Regions from separate parts of the Pan troglodytes genome. Here region 1 is linked to region 2. A link is a contact called in public HiChIP or PLAC-seq data. All regions are on one chromosome and are shown on one strand. Each heading gives the region's core, a stretch centred on a gene start, on an enhancer-like site or on the middle of the called end of the contact. The rest is flanking DNA. Distances are from core to core; before and after follow the strand shown.

What was found. HiChIP or PLAC-seq counts read pairs in DNA pulled down with a chosen protein or histone mark.
Region 1: an H3K4me3 HiChIP or PLAC-seq map of stem cell-derived excitatory neurons shows a contact between it and region 2, with 3 times the contacts expected there. The contact joins the promoter of PSTPIP2 here to the promoter of EPG5 in region 2. A contact is called at or near these places in 1 of 7 Hi-C or Micro-C datasets (stem cell-derived neural progenitor cells) and 1 of 1 datasets of contacts at active chromatin or transcription factors (stem cell-derived excitatory neurons).

What each region holds. Positions count from the first base shown.
Region 1 is chr17:55,923,922-55,928,127 of NHGRI_mPanTro3-v2.0_pri, forward strand. It overlaps PSTPIP2 (proline-serine-threonine phosphatase interacting protein 2), which reads right to left and starts at 2,189. Exons shown (of 15, transcript XM_001145075.6): 1 at 1,762-2,189. The coding sequence starts at 1,794.
Region 2 is chr17:55,815,077-55,819,588 of NHGRI_mPanTro3-v2.0_pri, forward strand. EPG5 (ectopic P-granules 5 autophagy tethering factor) reads right to left here and starts at 2,149. Exons shown (of 44, transcript XM_512111.9): 1 at 1,951-2,149. The coding sequence starts at 2,019.

The DNA of each region.
Region 1 (4,206 bases), core at 939-3,438, 110 kb after region 2:
CTGGCATGGGGCTGAGGGGTGGAGGCTGGTGGGGAGGGGCTTAGCGCCCGCCTGGCCTTAGCCTTGCCAGTGCTAAAACTGTGGCTAAATACTGAGGATTGTGTTGTTTGGTTGGGTTTGTTTGTTTGTTCGTTTTTGAGACAAACACAAATCACTCTGTCGTCCAGGCTGGAGTGCAGTGATGTGATCATAGCTCACTGCAACCTCAAACTCCTGACCTCAAGCAATCCTCTTGCCTCAGCCTCCCAAGTAACTATATCTACAGGCATGCACCACCATGCCCAGCTAATTTTTAAGATTTTTTTGTAGAGACAGACAGAGTCTCGCTATGTTGCCCAGGGTGGTCTCGAACTCCTGGCCTCAAGCAATCCTCCTACCTTGGCCTCCCAAAGTGCTGGGATCACAGGCATGAGCCACTGTGCCTGAACTAAATACTGTTAGTATCACGTCTGCCTCCTTCTCCTTATGTCTCCACGAACCAGTTCCTCTGCTGACTTCCTTATTTCTGGGGCCCACATCTCATTCTCCAGTTTGTATTATACAGAGCCTTTTTCCCACAGTGCCTGCCATGGGATCCCCCAGTCCTCCATTCTACCTGAAAAACTCGCAGGCCTCCCGTGAGAGCCAGCTGTGGTGCCCTTGGTTCCTCTGTGAGGCTGCCACCACCCTGTACCCTAGGGTGAGTAGTGCCCCAGAAGGACCTCACAAACTCCAGTGAAGGGACTCACAGGCACAGTCTCAACTGTGTCCCTGAGGTCCCCAGCCAGGTTTCTCTACCCTGCAGCCCACGTGGGGTAGAGGGACCATCTAGGCAGCTGTGAAGCTACCTGGGTGGGGGGTGGGGGGAGGCAAGCAGGAGCCCCAGTAAGGAGTCAGGGCCCCTTGGCAGCTGCGGTCAACTTTGAGGTGTGCGGCCTCCTGCTCCTGTCTTAAAGGGATGAGGACAGCTCCTCTGAATGAGGGGGCATGGACCTTGAGGGGCACCTGGGGAGTGAGAGGACAGAGGGAAGAGGACTAGACAGAGGAGAGGGACAGGCAGACCTGCTCCCTCCAGGCTGGGCTGGCCCTACCGGGCTGGGGTACCCCCTCCAGCTTATAGGGTCTCCCACACCATCAGCCCCGCTATGGGGCCTGGACGGAAGGGCTGGGGCAATGGCCTGGGGAGGGGCTCGGGAAACAAGGCTGTCGAACAGGGAAAGCTCCAGCAAAGGGAAGCCCTCTATGCTGTACGTTTCCTGGAAAGGACGATCCCGGGGGGCAGCTGCTGCTGTCAACCCGGTAAAGCTCACAAGCCCCCACACCAGATCCCCCCAGATCCTCTCACGGCTCAGCTCCAGGGACCGGCAGAGACTCTCCCCGGACGGGTCTCGCCTCCCTAAGGGTCTCTGCTTCGCCTGTGAGAGGAGGGGTTGATGTCCTGACTCTAAGGTGTCTGGGCTCTCTGCGTCCTCAGGAGCACGCGCTGCTGGGGGCGCGGGCGGCAGAGGGTGGGCCCTGGAGTCCGAGCCCCCGGGACTCGCGGGCACGCGGTGGGTAGCGGGGGGACAGAGAGGGAACAGCAGCCCAGCGTCCGCTCCAGGTCTGCCCCCTCGAGCAGTGGGGCTGGGGCCCCGATCCCGTCACGCGCGAGCTCCGCCAAGCCCCCGGGCGCGCGGTCACCGAGTGGCGCCGGAGCTGGGGCGCCCCCCACGCCCGCCGCGTTGGCCTTCCGCCCGGGCCGGGTCCCGAGCCCCGCGATCCGCTGTCGGCCCCACGACTTACCCAAAAGTTTCCCTTGAACAGTGAGCGCGTCATCGCAGCGCGAGTGGGGGCGCGGAGGAGAGCCGGGCCGCAGGTGGCACAGAGCGGGGAGGCCTGACTGCCACTGCCCGCGGCCCCGCAGACTCAACTTCTGCGTTCCACACTCGCGCAGGGAAGCCGCCCCCGGGTCCTAAACCACTCCCGATTGCGACGGCCGCCGTCGGCGCTCTGCGCTCCCTGCGCGGGACCTGGGCGGGACCCGCGGCGCTCACCGGGCCAGGGGCTGCAGCCCGCACCCGGACCCAGGCCCATTTAAAGCCCCACAGCGTCAGGCCACGATCAATATATCAGCCCGAAGCTAGCTGCCTCCTTCTGGAAGTCTTTGGGGATTGGAAATAACTGGTCCTGGCTTGGGTTCCTGCCCCCTGGACCGCACGAAATCCAGGCTCTGCGGGGTGATAGACGGGATCTGATCAGATGGTCGCGAGGACCCGGTTTAAGCTACAGAAGGCCTGGGGCCGACAACTCCCGCAGACGCCTTGGCGTCACGGCGGGCCCCACCGGCACCTGCTGCAGATCAGGCCCTGGGGGACGGTTCATTTTTTATTTTACTTTTTGTTGTTGCAGGTGTTTTTAATGAATGGGGTCACGTTTTAGTCTAAAATGTCATGGAGAGGTCATCTCTGCTGTTTCCCCTTGACTCTAGTCACTTGGTGGTGTCCTAACAGGGCTTCCAGGAGCTCAGCCGCTCTCTGACTCCCTTTCCATTCTCAGAAGGCAAGACCCTTCCCTGCCCATTCCACCCCAGCAAGAGGGGCCCAAGATTCCTTCTTCTCCCTCCACTCTTCCACCCTCACAAATAAAACCCCAGGGCAGGTCAGACCCCTCTCTGCATTGTATTAGATTGGTACAAAAGTAATTGCGGTTTTTGCCATTACTTTTAATAGTAATGCAGGGCTTATGACAAAGTACTGCCTGGTGCGACAGGCCCGAAGCCCAACCTGAGGCCCAGAGGGGTTGAATGGCTTGCCCAAGATCACAGTTTATTTAAGGGATGAAGAGCTCAAGGTTAGAGCTCTGCCCTTCTAAACAGATGCAAAGACAGACATCCTTCCTGGGGCAGATCCATCCTGGGCAGAGGAATAGGTGCTCAAAGGGGGGAGGATAAAGGTCAAGGTTGCCAAGACTGGCACCAGCCCAGCCTGGAGAAGCAAGCATTCACCCCTGGAGCAGGTTCTAGCTACACCCAGACACAGTGAAAGGGCAATTGCTAGAATTATGTGAAGCACCCGGAACAAGTTCTGCTCCATAAAACTGCCGCCAGCCCCACTCAGATGAACTCCCACCAATAAAGTCATCCACAACTGCAAAGACGGAGAGGTGGCCTCCAGCCACCAAGCATCTCCAAGGGATGCATCCATTTACCTACTTGCTCATATCCTTTGAAAGCAGTGAGATTAGAAGGAAGGCAGAAAAGCCTGGCAGAACCATCAAGGGGCAGCAGAGGACGTGGTAGGCACTAGGAAGCTAGGCTTAACTGCAGGGGGTAAGAAATGGCACTAACTGGGGACATAGAAGCGCGAGAGCTGAAGACACCACTAAGGTTTTTCCTGGAAGTTTTAAATATTCTGGAAAAATAGTTTAGATACAATTCTAATTGTCACATTTTAATTTTTAATACATGTATAATTTTAAGTTATTAGAACGTTTCACAAGCTCTCACAGTACATTGTGCTTGATTTTCGCGACTCAGACTCTAAGCTCCCTGAATTTTAACCCTCTTCCGCCATCTGGTGACAAAGTTTTTAATTGCAAATGGTCATCCACGCTGCTGGAAAATATTCTTCATTCCTCAAACAGCTCATCTCTGGGGCAGGTATTGTGAGTAAAAAAACAAACAAAGTGTGTGCTATATCCAAGGGATATATTTAGGATATTTTACTAACTTCTGTGGTTTGAATGTTGCCCCCTCCAAGAATTCTTGTTGAAACTTAATCTGAAATGAGACAGTATTGAGAGAGTAGGGTCTTTAAGAGGTGATTGGGTCACGAGGGCCACTAGTCCCATTCATGGGTTAATGGGTTAGTAGATTAATGGGTTATCAGGAGATGAAACTGGTGGCTTTATGCTTTATAAGAAGAGGAAGAGATGGCTGGGCACAGTGGCTCATGCCTGTAATCCCAGCACTTTGGGAGGCCAAGGCAGGTGGATCACCTGAGGTCAGGAGTTCAAGACCGGGCAGGCCAACATGATGTAACCCCATCTCTATTAAAAATACAAAATTAGCCGGGTGTGGTGGCACACGCCTGTGGTCCCAGCTACTTGGGAGGCTGAGACAGGAGAATCGCTTGAACCCAGGAGGCATAGGCTGCAGGGAGCCGAGAGTGCTACTGCACTCCAGCCTGGGCGAGACAGAGTGAGACACCATCTCAGAAAAAAAAAAAAAAAAGAAGAAGAGGAAGAGAG
Region 2 (4,512 bases), core at 899-3,398:
GAGCTAAACATTAAGTACACATGGACACAAAGAAGGGAATAATAGACACCAGGGCCTACTTGAGGGCGGAAGGTGGGAAGAAGGTAAGGATAAAAAAACCACCTGTCAAGCACTATACTCATTACCTGGGTGACAAAATAATCTGCACACTAAACCACCAAGGTGTGCATTTGCCCATGTAGTAAACCTCCACTTGTACCCTCTAAACCTAAAATAAAAGTTGGAAAGAAAAAAAAAGAGCATCATTATGAAAGAAATCCACATAAGTCATCTACAGTCTACTAAGTATGGTACCTATGAACACTACCCTCCTGTTAAAACCTTGTTCCCATGAGAAAATCGGATTACAGTATCATGCTTAAATTACACCTGCTTTGGAACATCACCCACTTCTGGGGAAAAAAATGTCCTGTACTTGTAATACCATCCTCCTTATTTCCCAAATGTAAACTCTGTTTCAGGTAAGCCAAAATTATGAGGTCTGGCCATGCGGGAGCAGCATTGAATCTGTTCATCTTAGAAAATATATATAAATAGGGTGGGCGCGGTGGCTCATGCCTGTAATCCGGGCACTTTGGGAGGCCAAGATGGGCGGATCACCCGAGGTCAGGAGTTTGAGGCCAGCCTGACCAACAAGGAGAAACCCCGTCTCTACTAAAAATACAAAATTAGCCGTGTGTGGTGGCGCATGCCTGTAATCCCAGTTACTCGGGAGGCTGAGGCAGGAGAGCCGCTTGAACCCAGGAGGCGGAGGTTGCAGTGAGCCGAGATTGCACTCCGCCGAGATTGCACTCCAGCCTGGGCGACAGAGCGAGACTCCATATCTAAACAAAAACGAAAACAAAACAAAACAAAAAAAAACATAGGCTGGGCACGGTGGCTCACGCCTGTAATCTCAGCACTTTGGGAGGCCAAGGCGGGCGGATCACAAGGTCAGGAGATCGAGACCATCCTGGCTAACACGGTGAAACCCCGTCTCTACTAAAAATACAAAAAATTAGCCGGGCGTGGTGGCAGGCGCCTGTAGTCCCAGCTACTCGGGAGGCTGAGGCAGGAGAATGGCGTGAACCCGGGAGGCGGAGCTTGCAGTGAGCCGAGATCGCGCCACTACACTCCGGCCTGGGCTACAGAGCAAGACTCCGTCTCAAAAAAAAAAAAAAAAAAAAATACATATACATATACATATATATATACACACACACATATGTATATATGTACGTATATATGTATATATGTGTATATATGTGTATATATGTACTATAATAAAATGAAAATCCAGACTGCACTTATAAACAAATCAACTTAAAATCACTCTAATACCACATGTAGTCTAATACAGGAAACTCAGAAAATTTAAATACTTCCCTACTGTGTGAGTCCCGCCCTGGGTTAATTTCTAGCCATTCGTGCCCCTTATAAACAATCAAGACAATAAGAAATAAACAGAGGCAGCACTACTATCATCTTGAACTTTCAAAGTGATGAGAAATGGCACAGCACTAGTCTACTTATAAAGTTCTGCCAAAGGTACCTTCTCCGCGTGGAGGAGGGGAACATTCCCTCTTTATGCATGGCAGGGACTAAAAATGGTCTAAGATATAAAAGAGTAAAGAGAGAGTCAACGATGGGGCTGGAAAGAGAAAAATTATTTCACGGCAGGAAACCAGACCCAGGTGAGGAAAGCCAAGAGAGCAGGAAAGGAAGAGGCCAGTGAAGTCACAGGAGGGAGAAGGAAAAATGGGGTCCTGACAGAGTGTGGCAGGGGGATATGGAGAAGGAATGGAGGAGAAGGGCCGTTGTCAACGGGTGGTGGGATCAAATATTGGAAGGTGGAGGCGGAAGATGCAGAGGGCTCAGGGAACGGGAGTAGATTTGGCTGGGGAGGCCGAAGAGAGAAGCAAGGAGACACAGCACACTGCCAGAGCCTCGGGAGGGTGGGGAGATCCTCACCTTTGTTTTAGTCCGGCTGGCCTTGGCCTTGGCCTTGGCCCGGCGCTGGGGCTTCACCGCCTCGGCCATAGACCCTTCCGCGGCGCCGTCACCGTTTGTTTTTGTCAAACCCCTGCGCTTCACGCAACCTGCCCGGTTCTGGCCTCCGGACTGTCACATGATCGAATCTCCGCCACTCCCGGAGAAGAGGCGGTGAGTCGGCGCCTCTACGGGCCGCAACGTAGGACAAACCACTCCAGGACGCATTTGCACTGGAGGAAGGCAGGCCCGCCCCCTTCCCGGAGCCCAGGCCCCACCCCTAGCCCTGGCTCCACCCGGCGCGCAGGTGTCTTGGGTTGCGCTGGACAAGGGCAGCGACCCAGGCCAGCGACCCAGGCTGACCCACCTCCTCCGTCTCCCGGCTCTGCGGAACCTCACTCAGTGCGGATCCCGGGCGCGCTCGCACACCTCACCCGCGTCGGCTTGAAGAAATCCGGAAAGTGGGTTTGCCATTCTTTTTTTTCATCTTCAGATAAACCAGATCCAGTCGGTTAGCCTAAACCCGCACTGCGCGCAAGGAAGAAACCCTGACGCCCATCGGGGTGTGCACTTCAGCGTCCTCTTTTGTAAAGGGGAATGATCACACCTGCCTTTTCGGATGTCATGAGCCTGAGGATTTAATGGGCTCTCCAAGAAAGGTGCCTGGTAGCGGCAGGCATGTCGGTACATGGTAGTTATTAATTATCATTACTGTACAAATTCCCAGACTGGAAAAAAGACATGTGCTCCTAAAAGGACAGGCAAACAGGTAACAAGACAAATAAGATCCGTAAAAGTATTCTTAGTATACATTTTACAGTGTGCTTCATTTGAAATTTCCAGATGTGAAAAACTTGTCCACATCTTCCCTTCCCAGCTCTAGGATTTCTGTGATTGGCTTGTATCCTTATTGTTAGTGTCTGTCAATCCTCCCAGAATGTAAGATCCTCAATGGCAGGGTTCTTAATTTTGTTGCCTGATGTATCCAACTGTCTTTAGAACACTGCACGTAGTAGCACATAGTAGATACTAAATAAATATTTCGTGAATCACACAAATGAATATGAGTTTTGTCTGGCGGTGGGGTAAGATCGTTGAAATGGAGTGGGCCAGGCGCAGTGGCTCACGCCTGTAATCCCAGCACTCTGGGAGGCCGAGGCGGGTGGATCACCTGAGGTCAGGAGTTCAAGACCAGCCTGGGCAACATGGTGAAACCCCAACTCTACTAAAAATACAAAAAAGTCGCCGGGCATGGTGGTGGACGCCTGTAATTCCAGCTACTCGGGAGGCTGAGGCAGGAGAATTGAACCTGGGAGGCGGAGGTCGCAGTGAGCCGAGATCGCACCATTGCCCTCCAGCCTGGGCAACAAGAGCGAAACTCCATCTCAAAAAAAAGAAAAGAAAAGAAAAAGAAGAAAAGGAAATGGAGTGTATGGGAGGGAGGAAAAAGACCATCCACCCACCTGTAGCATACCCTAGAATAAAAAATCCAGCAATATGGCATGAAAAATGGAAAAGACTTCAGAGATGCAGTTTGCTTGTTTGTGATGATATTTTAATTGAGTATATAATACAATTTCGTGTATTTTGTTCCCAAATCCTCAACAACAAAAATTATTAAGCTACTCAGAATGTACATGTACTTTGTATGTCCTGATGTGTGTGTGTGTGTGTGCATGTATATAAAGTTATCACCTGCAAAGAGTTGGCCAATATAAACAAAATCTTTATACCACCATTACTATCCATAACTTTTGCTGATATTTCTCCCAGTCTGGAATACCCTTGCTCTCTGACCTCTCCCAGTTTAAGTCATTTATGACATTTAAAGTTCTCTATGTGCTACCCACTACTTGGTCAGCAAAACACAACTGACCTTACTCTCAATTTGCATGTTTTACAGTTTAGTTGGGAAGCAGACACAATGCATAGATACATCGTGATGCGTGTATCATCGCCTAACTGGTAAAAGAGGCATACATTGGAAAGACTGAATGAAGGGATGACACCAGGGCAGGGGTGAGTTCCACACAAAAAAAGAGGTTAATCAGGAAGGATGGGAGAAAGAGGAGAAGGAGGAAAGAAATGAAGGTTCTTTAAAAAGCACCTCAGCCTGGCACAGTGGTTCACACCTATAATCCTAGCATTTTGGGAGACCGAGGCAGGCGGATTGCCTGAGTTCAGGAGTTTGAGACCAGCCTGGGCAACACAGTAAAACCCCATCTCTACTAAAATACAAAAAATTAGCCAGGCCTGGCAGCGTGCGCCTGTAGTCCCAGCTACTTGGGAGGCCAAGGCAGGAGAATTGCTTGAACCCAGGAGGTGGAGGCTGCAGTGAGCTAAGATCGTGCCACTGCACTCCAGCCTGGGTGACAGAGCAAGACTCCGTCTCCAAAAAAATAAAAATAAAAAAGCAACTTGAAACCACAGCCTCCCAGGACTGCATAAGGTACTTCTGCTGCATTTATGTGGCTTACTGCACTTCTCAAGATGGTGAATGTAAGTATGATGTATGATGACTGGAGAGGCCAGAGAGAGCCAGAT